Linked DNA regions of Zea mays: all the other regions are linked to region 1. The links are chromatin contacts, called in public Hi-C maps. All regions are on one chromosome and are shown on one strand. The core of a region is the stretch at or near the end of the contact, and the rest is flanking DNA. Distances in the headings are between cores, read along the strand shown. Region 1 holds the start of LOC100286305 (harpin-induced protein). Region 2 holds the start of LOC100384722 (putative cytochrome P450 superfamily protein). Region 3 holds the start of LOC100286264 (Grx_A2 - glutaredoxin subgroup III).

Region 1 (4,299 bases), core at 761-3,260:
CCATATGAAACAGCACATATGTGTGCCGTATACAAATTAACAAAACGTCGTCCTTTCTTAGTAAATTTAAAAAAATAGAAAAAAGTTGGCACCGTCGGCTATCAACCGCATCCAGCTAATCTACGAAGTGGACTTTTCACTGGCCTCGCCCGTCCCCAGTGCCGCCGTGCACTCCCTGTCAACAAGGGATGCCGAGCATTCCAAGCAAATTGCCTCCAAAGAACATGCTGACCCTGGCCCGCGTTTGTTTTTTTAATATAATACTTCCTATATATTTTTATTTGACGTTTTGTATTTCATTTTACAATATTTATCGTCAAATAAAAAAAAGGTTGAGGTAGTATATAACGATGTGACTAGTGCTTCTAGAAAAACCACGTCGGTGCATGTGTCTCCCTCTCCCACAGGTCACGTCACGCTCACGCACTGGGTATAACCCAGGGCCACAGTCCACAGAGCTTGGATTACTTCAGCACACAGCACCCACACACAACAAAAAAGAGAAGATCACAGTACTACAGCAAGATGAATGAAAATGAAGAAACGGCACTACAAAAAAAAACAAAAACAAAAAAGAAAACCTCACACTACAGAACAGAAATGTATAGCCTCCTCTGACTGGCTTGAGCACGCAAGTCACTTCCTGCCTCTCGACCTCCCCCGCCAAATTTTTGGTAAAATTCAAGCACAAAAAAAAATTACAGCGACCGGTATTTGGTTCGGTTCCAGTTGAGAAACTTCATCCGACGCGAAAAGCAACGCCATATTTTCCATTTTATACCCGAAAAAATTGCAATGCGGCCCCTCGGAGGCTGCCGACGTGACTAGAAGGTCCACTTCCAGATCTTGACCCGGATCCTGACCTGGCACACGCGCGCGACGCTGGTGGCCGCGGCGGGCGGCGCCGGCGCGTCGTCGACAGCCGCGGAGGCGGCGGGTGCCGGGGCGTCGGCCGCCGGCGCCACCGCTGCCGCTACCGCCGCCTTCGCAAGCTTCTTCTTGCTCTTGGCCGGCGCCGCGGGCGCGGGCGCGGGCGCGGCCACCTTGACGCCGTCGCAGTGCACCAGGATGCCGATCTTCTTAGTCTTGAGCGCGCCCACCCTGACGCCGGCCCTGGTCTCCAGGTCCAGAGCGATGGTGAACTCGCCGGACCTCTTGACGTCGGAGGCGGCCGCGGCGGGGTCGACCGCGAGCGCGGACGCGGAGACGGTGGCCCGGATGACGGTGACGTTGCCGGCGCCGTGCGCGAACCCGGGCGCGGAGGCCTCGCCCAGCGGGACGGCGTTGGCGGCCGTGGCGGCCGTCACGGCGAAGTCGTCGTAGAGGTAGGCGAGCTTCCTGTTGGGGTTCCGGGCCGTGAGCGTCACGTCGATGGCGTCGCTCAGCGCGGGCGCCGTGGCGGACGGCGACAGGCTCAGCCTCGTCACGCGCGCCGCGGTCAGCGTGAACGCGGGCCGCTGCGGGCGGTACAGCAGGTAGAAGGCGCCGCCCGCCACTGCGGCCAGGAAGGCGAGGAGCAGGACGACGAGCGCCGTCCAGAAGAAGCAGCAGCAGCAGCTGAACGGGCAGGACCGCCCGCCGCGCCGCCGCTTGGCGGGCGCCTGCTGCGGCCGGTAGATGGGCCGCTGGTACATCTTGGGCGGGCCGTTGCCGCCCGCCGGGGGCTGCGGGGTGGGCTTGCCGTTGGAAGACATTGCTCTGCTCTGCTCCGCAGGCCGGGGGGCGGTTCTTGGAAGCTGCGGTGTCACTGCTACTCCGTGAGCTTGGCGGTGAGGTGTAATGGGGGAGAGGGATCTATAGGCGCGAGGTGGAGAAGCTGAGGGGAAAAGGGACGGGCCACCTCACGGATGGTTCAACTTCAACCTCACCAAATCATATTTGTTGCTGGCTTGATGTTGCTGTTCCTGCCGCTGCCGCTGCCGCTGCCGTTTTTTTCTTGTCCTCTTCGTCTTCCTCCACCCTCCTCTCCTTTGCTCACCTCACCTGATTGGCAGCGCGTAATTTTTTCCCCCGGAACTTTTGTTTTCTCTGCTTGGAGGTGGAGCAACACAAATTGCTAAACAAGGAGCAATTTGCAGGTTAGTCACTCTAGTATTTTCTTGCACTAGTAGTGCAGTAGCGCATCAGGTTTGGTTGGGCAAGTCAACTCGGTGCCGATGCCTTGCCTTGTCAACTTATTATTACACACGCGGTTTTGGTACAACTCGAACGTCGTCGACGGTGGCAAAAAAAAAAACGGTTTGGTGAAACTTGCCTTTTGGAAAGAAAATGTGAGCTAAAATAAAGGCCAGTGCGAAACATGAACAGCTCTGGAAACAGTTCGTTTGAAGCAATACTAGAGTCGCCATGCCATTGTCCTTCGTGTGGGGCTCAGATAGAACGAGGCTTGCTGTTCGGGGCTTCCAAGCAAGGCATGTGATCCTGGTCATCCGTCAGTAGCCGTGCTCAGTAGTCAGTTACATGTATGTGTGTTGAGACAGTATACGCAGTGTCGAAGGGGCTGGGGGTAGTTGAGCCCGAGTATGAATGTATGATGAAATGAAATCAATGGAGGAAGGAACTAATCTCGTGCTGTGCTCCTGCCTCCCGTCTTCTGGTCCTTGCCAAGGATTAAATGAACGTGGCAAAGTACGAATTCAAAGCAGGCTCCCGTCCGTGGGCATTGGGCAACATCCATGCAAAGCCTTTTGCTTCCATCGTCTGTTGTCATGCATGTACGTATGCATAATCATAATGCAAGCACTGTGGTCCACTGTCCGCCAGCACGTTCGTCACTTAGGGTACGTTTGGTTGAGTGTACAAGAAAAGATAAAATGAGGCGGCCATGTTTTCTATAGTGTTTGGTTGGGAGTCAAGCGGGGGTGAGGTGAACACCGGAGTGATTTTTTGGGGGCGGCGTGATCCCAAAAAATCGAGCGGACGGTGTCGCCCCCGACTCATCCTATTTTGACCTCAAACCAAACACACTTGTGTCACATGAGCATTTCCCTGCTTCACATTATCACATCGTATGCTTGCTCGCGATTTTTATATATCATATAAATATGTATTGAGATATTTATTCAAATATAATTATTGTTTGTTTTTAAACACTAAGGTACGCGTGATCTAGTTATTAGCACCAAATTGATTCAAGTGCTCGCTTTACACTATTTTTAATATAATTATTTTTATTTCTAAACATTAATGTATGTGTAGTGTCTGGTGTTAGGAAGGGTTAGGTGCTGGACACAGTAGCTGATTGCGCGAGCCTTGGGGTCCATATGGTAGTAGCTGAGAGAGCGCTGAGCGTGGGACTGCGCGAGCCTTAGGGTCCACATGGTAGTAGCTGAGAGAGCACTAGGCGTGGGACCCATAGGAAGCCGTGGTAGCATTAATTGGCCATATTAGGTTCTTAATAGATTAAAGTATAGAAGTATAGTCCCCTCACATAAAGTTGTGATAGCAACAGGTGTCTATATTAGGTTTTTAATAGATAAGCATATAAGTATATATATAGATGTATGTATGGTGGTGACACACCATGCGTGCTTTTCTTTCTTTACAACACAGACACACAGAGTTAATGTTGATTAGTCGTGTAAATGTACTCCCTCCGTCCAAAAATCTTCATCATCTGAGCCTCCCTCACCAAGACCAAGGAAGCCTCTCCGTTGGCAAGGTTTCCATTTAATGGCAGCTGTGAACTTAATTACCTGACATTGTTTTTGTTTTCCCAACGCAAGTATTCGGCCGTTTGCAAGGTTTCCATTTAATGGCCGCTATAAACTTAATTACCTGGCATTGTTTTTGTTTTCCCAACGCAAGTATCCGTGACGGGAGGGATGGATCGAAGAGTCGCGGGTAGCCGGAGATAAGATGAAACTGTAGTCCCTAGCTTATACGATGTAGATTCTTGGAAGTTTTTATTTTGCTCAGACGATGAAGATTTTTGGATGGAGGGAGTAATATTTGATACAGTGAACCCGATGCTTGCATTAGTTAATGCCCAAGCTTTAGGGCAGGGTGATTAAAAGCTGGACATTACATGGAGTATGTGGCTATATAAGTGTTGCAGACTATTATACATGTGCTGATGTGATAGGCGTCCACGTCATATTTGGCGTGCAAATCCAACCAGCAGCACAGTAAGAAGACACGCATACGCTTGCCCCAGCGATCACCGTCGCACTAACTACCGGAGCGAAGCGATGCAGGAAGCCAGTGAGGCAGTGACACTGACATGTTTTGCGCGGCTCTTGCTGGTGCGACGCCTCCGGCAGTCCAGCTGTAGGCTGTAGCGTGGCTCGGGGGACAATA
Region 2 (4,299 bases), core at 1,025-3,524, 200 kb after region 1:
AACGATCGCTTGCCAGTGAGCAGTAGGAGTAGGTACGTACGGCGGCGTACCACCCTGGGTACAGGCAAACGGGAAGCGAACACGGTAGCTGTCCGTGCCCGGGAGAGGAGCCGCCACTGACAGCAGAGGGCGTGTGCGGGGCGAGTGCCGACGCGGACTGGCCGCCTGACCCGCGTGGCAACGGCCAAGGAGGCCCTCAGCCCTTAGGACGCGACGCGCTGTAGCTGTGTCCGGCCGGGGGATTATTGGTGGTGATTGGCCCGCTTCCGTTCGCGCTTGTTCTCTGCTGCCGGGAGCCTGCAGGCTGCAGAGAGGAGGGGGGAAGTGCTCGAGCCGAGCTCGCTTTCTTCGTTGTGGTTTTGTGGACCGCGGAACTAGGCGCGTCCAAAAGCGGTAGAGTCGACTGACCACAGGACCGTCTTCGTCTTGCAGAAACCTATATTATCCAGCCGAAAGGGGGCGTAATGATTTGCCTTGCCTATATTTTCTTTGATCTCGCTGTTCTCATTGCATTTGATTCTTCATGGGGCCGTATACTCGCCTGCTTTCCTTCCTGATTATAATGTACATATGCCTCTAATGCAATACCGTCTCAATCAAATTTAGACCCCTCCTAGAGTCCTAGTTGCCACTTGCCAGCCGACTACCCCATGATGATGACTGCGCATCATTCCTTCGTTTCGGGCTTTCGGCTTCGGCATGGAGCTGTATGTGATGGCTTCGGCATGGAGTATTTTAGGTCCAGAGAGAGAGAGAGATCAGTGTTCTCATCCGGTGTTTATCTTTATTCGTTGCTAAACAAAAGAAGGAAGAGAAATTGAAACGAGAAGAAAAGGGACCGATCGGGAGGGATAGGCCCTGGCTGCATCCGCGAGACTTCTCAAGACCGAACGTGCGCGCAGATTTGTCGTACGTATAGTACTACGTAGTACGTACTGGCGCTGTAGTACGTGTAAGGGGGGCTGCTGCCACTGAGGGAGGCCTAGCTCTGTGCGTACTCCTTTGCCGTCTAGGGACTAGCTAGGAGAGCTACCACGCTTGACTACGAGCAGTCGAGCACGTACGTACAGTGCTCACCACTCGGGAATCTTTTTTTTTGGTGGCTGATGTACTCCTACAGGCTGCACAGCACAGCTTAGCCCAGGCTCCATCACTCTATTCAAGGAGCTGCTGCTGTTGTTGGTCTCATGTCCCGGCGACAAAATTCCCCATCCCTGCACCGCACCGCACTGGATTGACCACCACTATCCGACATCCGAGGCGTCCCTCTTTCAAAAAAAAAAAAAAAAACACACACACACACACACACACCTCCATTAGTCAGCTAGTAGTAGTATTCGTGAATTTCACCTCCTTTTCTCGAACACTTTTCAGTTTTCAAATACCAATATCCATCCGTGACTTGTTTTGAAGCAAGAGAATTGAAGGAGATTAAGGGGCTAGAATTACTTACTATTCAAATCATTTGCTTCCAAGTACGCCCTCGTGAGGACATGGATACCGTGGCAGTACTGTTTCTATGAAATTTTCCAGCATTGGTCAATGTCATGATCATCAAATAAAGAAGAGAGGCGTCCTTGTGATGGCCCCTTTTTTTTATAGAAATAATTATATACATATTACTCAACTTTTACAAAATTCGATAGCTAGTTTATTTGGATGCCAAGCTATTTAATTTTGAAAAAGTTAAGTGTCATGTTTCTAATTGACCCTTTTTTTATGGGTGTGGGCTCGCTCTCGTGCAGTCGCACTAGGGGGTTGGGCACTTGAGCTGAGCAGAGCAGTAAGCACCGGCCATCACTGTCACAATGTCACTCTCACGGTCTCACCTCACTCCCCTCATCCACAAAACAACGGTGACCGGCTGCCCCTGCCACGACACACAATCAACTAGGCGTCGGGACTATACATAACTCATTTTTAAAATTCCTGTCCATGTGTCGGGGAAAGAAAATAAGTACTAAGCAGTATCCGTCCTCCTGCTACCACCAATTTGAAATGAATTCTTATTATATATATTATATTAGTACAGTATAGGATAATGTATGTACATTATATAATTAATATATCTTTTGAAAATTATTAAATCCGGCTCTCCACCACTTCTCTACTCTGTGCGGCTGTGCCTGTCGTCTCTCCCTCTCTCCTCGCCTGTAGTATGTAGTGTACTTTCTGCACTTGCCGATTCGATTCCATGCTTCCATTGACGCCACGACCACGCTACATATAAGTGGCGTCTGCGGTGCCTCTCCTCCGACCCTCGTCCTCGTCCTCGCGCAGCCTCTGCTTCCATATAACTCGCTCACTGCTCGCGCGCCTCGGTGGGTGCAAACGCGCACAGGGACAGAAACAGAGACAGAGCCAGCCATGTCGACCACCACCCTGCAGCTGGTTCCGTGGCCGCCGGAGCCGGCGCGCGCCGCCGTGCTGCTTGTTGCGGCGGTCGTCTGCCTGTGGGTGCTTCTGTCACGCAGGCGGGCCGCCGGAGGGAGCAAGGACAAGGAGCGGGCGGCCCGGCTCCCGCCCGGCAGCTTCGGGTGGCCGCTGGTGGGCGAGACGCTGGACTTCGTGTCCTGCGCCTACTCCTCCCGCCCGGAGGCCTTCGTCGACAAGCGCCGCCTGCTGTAAGTCGTCAGTCGTCACACAATCACACACACACAGGGCACTTGCTCGCTTGCTGCACGTACCGTACGCACGTGCGTCGTGGCATGGCGCCGCATGACCGGTGGGTTTGGCGCGCAGGCACGGGAGCGCGGTGTTCCGGTCGCACCTGTTCGGCTCGGCGACGGTGGTGACGTCGGACGCGGAGGTGAGCCGGTTCGTGCTGCACAGCGACGCGCGCGCCTTCGTGCCCTGGTACCCGCGGTCGCTGACGGAGCTCATGGGCGAGTCCTCCATCCTGCTCATCAACGGCAGCCTGCAGCGGCGCGTGCACGGCCTCGTCGGCGCCTTCTTCAAGTCGCCGCAGCTCAAGGCGCAGGTCACCGCCGACATGCAGCGCCGCCTCGCGCCCGCGCTCGCCGCCTGGAAGGTTCGGTGCGCCTCCGCGCCGCCGCTCCGCATCCAGGACCACGCCAAGACGGTACGTACTACGTACGCCGCTCTACTCCTCTCCTCTCTGCAGCCCGCACCCGCACAGCGTCATGCTTCATTCAGGCCATCCTACAAGGCGTTGGCATGGTGGCGCGCGGACCAAGGGCGCGGCCGGTGTGCACACGTGCGCTGCCGTGTCACCACATGGAAGCCGCTATCCGAGGGGTGGGGGTGGGGGCGGCGGCCCCGTCGCTCTCCTCTCCAGACTCCACCATGCCAATTTGCCATGTTGCCATGCTCCACTCCACACACTATTGGTCTCCATGCGTCCGTCCGTGTGACTGTACTGTACGTGCGGGTGTGCCGGTGTGGTGGTATGGTATGGTATGGACCGTATGGTAGTACTGTACTACTATCTTTCAATGAAGAAAAAGAAAGATGAATGAATGGGATTGGGGGAAGTTGGGGCGAACTGCACACTGCTGCTGCCCACCTGCTCTTCTTCTCTCCTGTGACCCTCTCCCCCATTCAATTCCCCACGCGCGCGCCTTCATTACATGCCCGGTTGCCTCTGCCCCGGTGGGAGGTGGACATTGGACGACACCCCCGGTGCCACCCCAACACACGCGCGCGCGCGCACACACACACACAGAAATAAAAAAAATGTGCTTGGCAGCTGCAGCCTAGTACAGTTGAGACCACTCGGATCCTTTCTTGCACTTGTGCTGTCAAACAAAGCGCTCGCCCAGGACAGTAGGAAGAGCTAGAGAGGCTCAGGCTGCTCGTGATGGCTTGGCTCGCAGACAGACAGGCAGACAGAGAGATATCAAAACATTTGAGGGAAATGTTATTTGTGTATCACTGTGCATGCAGTACGCAGTGAGTAATGAATGAATTCTGGTGTGGCCAGCAGATCGTGTTCGAGATCCTGGTGAGGGGTCTGATCGGGCTGGAGGCAGGCCCGGAGATGCAGCAGCTCAAGCACCAGTTCCAGGAATTCATTGTCGGCCTCATGTCCCTCCCCATCAAGCTGCCGGGGACTAGGCTCTACAGGTCCCTCCAGGTATAGGAGGAGTACACTACAGAGCCTCTACGCGCTGCATGCTCGCTGCCCCTGCACTGCGCTGAATGGATCTGTTGCCACTTTGCCAGGCCAAGAAGAGGATGGCCACGCTGATACAGGGGATCATACAGGAGAAGAGGCGGCGGCGGAGGGCCGCCCTTGAGGATGGCGGAGAGGGCGAGGGCGAGGCCGGTCCCCCGCGC
Region 3 (4,299 bases), core at 571-3,070, 160 kb before region 1:
ATATATATATATATATATATATATATATATATATATACCAAACATATAAATAAATATGATACTTACTGGTAGTAATAATAATGCAAGCTGACGACGACAATGGCGCATATACTACTATATATACCGGCATTGTATTGCCGCACCACTCGAAGAGTCCAATCAATCGGAAAAAGGATCTTTCTATCTGCTCACGCCAGCTAGCTAGTGCGGCAAATCAGCACCAAAAAGCGCGTGTTTTGCCAGCAAATGCGTCGCCGCCGGTCGACCCCCCCGGCCGGGATAAGAAAACTACGGCCATTAGTTTCGCGGCGCCTCCATGGTGGAGGCGGCAACAAATTGCTACCGGCTAGCTGCAGCGGGCTGTGGGCAGTGGCAGTGCCGATGCGCGCGTCATGGGCCCCCACCACTGCTTCTCACCGTCACATCACATGATTGATTGGGCTTTAATAATAATAATAATAATAATAATAATAATAATAATAATAATAATAATAATAATAATAATAATAATAATAATAATATAGACGAAGCGACGCCATTTGCTTTATTTATTTATTTAGTTTATCACAGTTCACAGAGACCAAAATTTTAAAGTAACACTTGGATTTATACCTTTTAGAATGACCTCTATTTTGGATCTTGTCCGGGGCCCTAAAATCTCACGACCGCTATTGAGAGCAATCGGATATCTCATACATCGCATATTCGCATGTACCAGCAGGGTTACGCCGAACAAATAAAGATACATCAGCAGTCTATGAACGCACTTGTTTTTTTTTTTGTATATACTTTAATTTCTTCGCCGTTGTATCTACTAAACCATGCTGGTGCTTGCCGTTAACAAATCCGTGACCGTAACTAGTGCTACCGTCCCGGACGGTGCACGTACGTACGTACGTGTCTGCCGTCCGATCGCCCGTGGAGAACCTCTGTGAATCACATCGTAAGGTCAGGCCTGCTTGACGTAGTCGGCACGCGTCCATCCCGATGGAGTCTAGTATTCTCGGTCCTGGTGCTGGCCGGTATTGCTGCCGTGCGTGCGTACCTGCCTTTGCTTTGCTTTGCTTCCTTCTTCGTTTCCGGCTGCCGACGACCAGCGGCGCCGGCCACACACACCCGTGGCCAGGCCCGTGCAGCCGTGTCCTGTAGCCGATCGACGTGCACTACCGCCGTCACACGCAGGGGCGGCACCACGATCGCGAGCCGACACCCACGGGATCGGACGGCCGGAAGGGGACACCGCGCGCGTGCCGGACACCCACGACGCCACGACACGATGCCGACCCGCGCCGTCCACGTCCTCACCTCGGGCTGGGCGGCTGGGCTCTTGTTGGTTGGGACTTGGGGGTGCCGGTGCCCCGTGCCCCGCACCGGGCGGCGGCGGCGAACGACGGGAGCGGAGACAAAAATCAAATCAACCAACAGCGACGTCAGCGGGCGCCACGGGACAGCGTGCGTGGTGATGACGCCACGGCGCATGCTTTCCCGTCGTGCTGACGTAGGACGGCGGTGCAGCAGCGCAAGTACTGTACAGCGTTGCATTGCCTGTCTGTCTCCATTTCGGTCAATTGTGAGGCAATCAGATTTCTTTCGCCACCTCTCCACTCGACTAGTACTAGACCGGCTGGCACCGCTTCGTGGGGGGTGACGTGGCACCGCGCTGGCCTCCCTTTCCGTCCCGGCCACGTGACGCAACCTCCGGCCCCACGCGTCCTCGTCACAGCCCGCGCCTGACGTCACCTTCCCCTCACCCGGCGGGCATATGATGGTGTGCCGTGCCCGGCTATATATGTGCTGCGGGCACGCGACGCCTTTCCTCGCTCCCCGCAGCCGGCAGGCGAGGTCGTCCCTTTCCCTTCCGGTCCTTTTGGCCCGCTGTAGCTAATAAGTAGTGTACTCCGTAACCAGCAGCAGCATGCAGGCGGTGGGCATCCGGCGTGGTCTGACCATCGACCCGGCCGGGGAGGAGGAGGCCCCCGCGGCGCGCGTGTGGCGGCTGGTCCGCGAGAGCCCCGTGGTGATCTTCGCCCGGCGCGGCTGCTGCATGGCGCACGTGATGAGGCGGCTGCTGGCGGCGGTGGGCGCGCACGCCACCGTGATCGAGCTGGACGCCGGCGCCGCGGAGGAGCAGGAGCTGGCGGCGGCGGTCGAGGGCGGCGGCGTCCCGGCGCTCTTCGTGGGCGGCGACCCCGTCGGTGGCCTCGAGGGCCTCATGGGGCTCCACCTCAGCGGCCGCCTCGTGCCCCGGCTCAGGGAGCTCGGCGCCCTCTGCGCCTAGCTGAGCTCCTCCGGTGCTCCGTCCGTCTGTCTGTCGGTCCGCGTGCCGGGCGCCCGGACTCGCGAAGATTCGCAGTCGCATGCCATGTGCTGGCTGTACCTGTACATACTACTACGCTACGCTAGCTACAGGGGGGGAAACGGCAGTGCAGGAGGAGCAGCCAGCAAGCAAAGCTTCTGTTTTTCTTTTTGTTTTTGTTTTTGCTAATACTGTACTCCAGAGATTCAAATCGAAAGGTGCGTGGATGTAGTTTAGCTAGCATAAAACTATGGCACATGATTGAATTGCAGTGCAGTGCAGCCGTGCGTGTATAGTAGCGACAAATTAAAGCCGATTATTATTCTTATACTGTATGCCCGGAGGACCCCGGAAGATAACATACAAAAACCCTGGCTAGCTTTGCTTAATTAGCGCCGGGCCGGGGGGCGAGGGCGACGTCTAGTGCAGTGTACGCATGCACTTATTTATTAGTGGAGGCCGACGTCGTCACCGCGATCCTAATGGCGCCCCGCGCCCCCGGGGCCGGGGTGAGGTGACGCGTGACGGCGGCAAAGGCGATGGGGATCTCTTGCTCCTCCATTCTTTCCCTCGGCCGATCTGGACCGTCGGTGTTGCATGGACGAGACGATCTCTGCTCGCCGCCGCCGCCGGATGGGCATCTGGGGCAGCCGCGGCCCGCGGGGCTACAGCTACACGTCCGCGTCGCGACGACTGGCGCGAGGGAGGGAGACGAACGACGGGCGCCGCCGAATCGAGGGCGAAGGTGGGTTTTGGGTCACATCGATGGATGGGCGGCCGTGCACAGGATCCCACACTGTACTACGCCCGTGTACTACGCGAGACCGGCCCACAGTTCTAGCGTTGGATCCAAGGGGGTAGGGCCGTAGGGGGTAGTAGTGTGCACAACACTCTGCTCCATCCGCGCACCCCAATAATAATGGGGCAGCATGCATGCAGTAGGAATACGGCAGTATTCTGAAGCCTAGACTACGTATTTATTTGTTTGTTTATACTATCTATTTAGCACGGCTCCGTTTCACCGCCTTCTACTCCAGTTGCACGACGAGCTGACTAAGGACATGTATAGTGGGTGTTTTAAGTTGTGTCTTACAGTGTGTCTAGGGGGTTGAATGTAAAAAAACTCAAGACACGTATCTTGACGAAGACACAGTGTCTTAGCTCTATGTTCGAGACAGGAGACTAGCTGATTGGTCACTTTAATTTATTGAATGCTCTGATTGGTACAATGAATATCGTAAGACACATGTTTTAGACATGACCACTGTATTATGTTGTGTTTTAGTTGTATCTTGTACTTGGAGTACCGTGCAGCAGTATCTGGGTTGTACATGCCCTAACAAGCCGACGTGAACACCGCCAAATTAAACAGAGCTTTCATTCATTTATAACTGCGTTGTCGTCTTCTGAGGAGATGGGAATGAAGAGAGAGAGAGGGGCTCATAAGCCACGTCACCCCGTCAGCTCGCTAGCGTGCAACTCGTTTGTCATCTAGCGCGTGCTAGTACTAGTAGCTTGCCTTCAACAAGAGATGCACAGTTTTGTATTCGATCGATCGATCATAGTAGTATATATACGGTGCACGCATGACGCGCTGCGCTGTCTTTATTCTTCTACTGCTAATAGCACAGTACTAGTATAATCGGGGCAGCGCTTGGTAGTAGCGCCACAGATTCTCATTCTGGCAGCGCAGAGTTCAGTTCGCGAGATCCGAGTTCAGATGCCCTCTCCCAGCTCCGGATTCATCGCCTCACCATCAGATCACGAGTACTAGCAAAAAAGGAGCACACGGACGCACACTGGCCAGTGGTTTTCCGGCCGCCGGAACCGTGGCCTATTCCTGCGGTCCTGCCATAGCCAGCGTAGCTAGGATTTTTTTTTATATTCGATCAAACCATTTGACAATCTAGAAATAATTTTACATCAAATTACATAATAAACTTTAATTTTGAAAGTTAAGTTAAATCATAAATAATAATTCTTATATTTGTGAAAAGTAAGTT

Evidence for each region. Hi-C and Micro-C count contacts between places; a contact is called where the count stands out from the background.
Region 2: a Hi-C map of tassel shows a contact between it and region 1, with 1.8 times the contacts expected there. The contact joins the promoter of LOC100384722 here to the promoter of LOC100286305 in region 1. A contact is called at or near these places in 2 of 25 Hi-C or Micro-C datasets (bundle sheath and tassel).
Region 3: a contact with region 1 is called in a Hi-C map of endosperm, with 2.6 times the contacts expected there. The contact joins the promoter of LOC100286264 here to the promoter of LOC100286305 in region 1. A contact is called at or near these places in 4 of 25 Hi-C or Micro-C datasets (ear, endosperm, leaf and 1 more).

What each region holds. Positions count from the first base shown.
Region 1 is chr3:5,732,252-5,736,550 of Zm-B73-REFERENCE-NAM-5.0, reverse strand. LOC100286305 (harpin-induced protein) reads right to left here and starts at 2,010. Exons shown (of 1, transcript NM_001159192.2): 1 at 699-2,010. The coding sequence starts at 1,694. The coding sequence ends at 825.
Region 2 is chr3:5,528,403-5,532,701 of Zm-B73-REFERENCE-NAM-5.0, reverse strand. LOC100384722 (putative cytochrome P450 superfamily protein) reads left to right here and starts at 2,274. Exons shown (of 8, transcript NM_001177193.1): 1 at 2,274-2,624; 2 at 2,743-3,082; 3 at 3,947-4,096; 4 at 4,186-4,299. The coding sequence starts at 2,368.
Region 3 is chr3:5,895,425-5,899,723 of Zm-B73-REFERENCE-NAM-5.0, reverse strand. LOC100286264 (Grx_A2 - glutaredoxin subgroup III) reads left to right here and starts at 1,820. Exons shown (of 1, transcript NM_001159151.2): 1 at 1,820-2,620. The coding sequence starts at 1,916. The coding sequence ends at 2,278.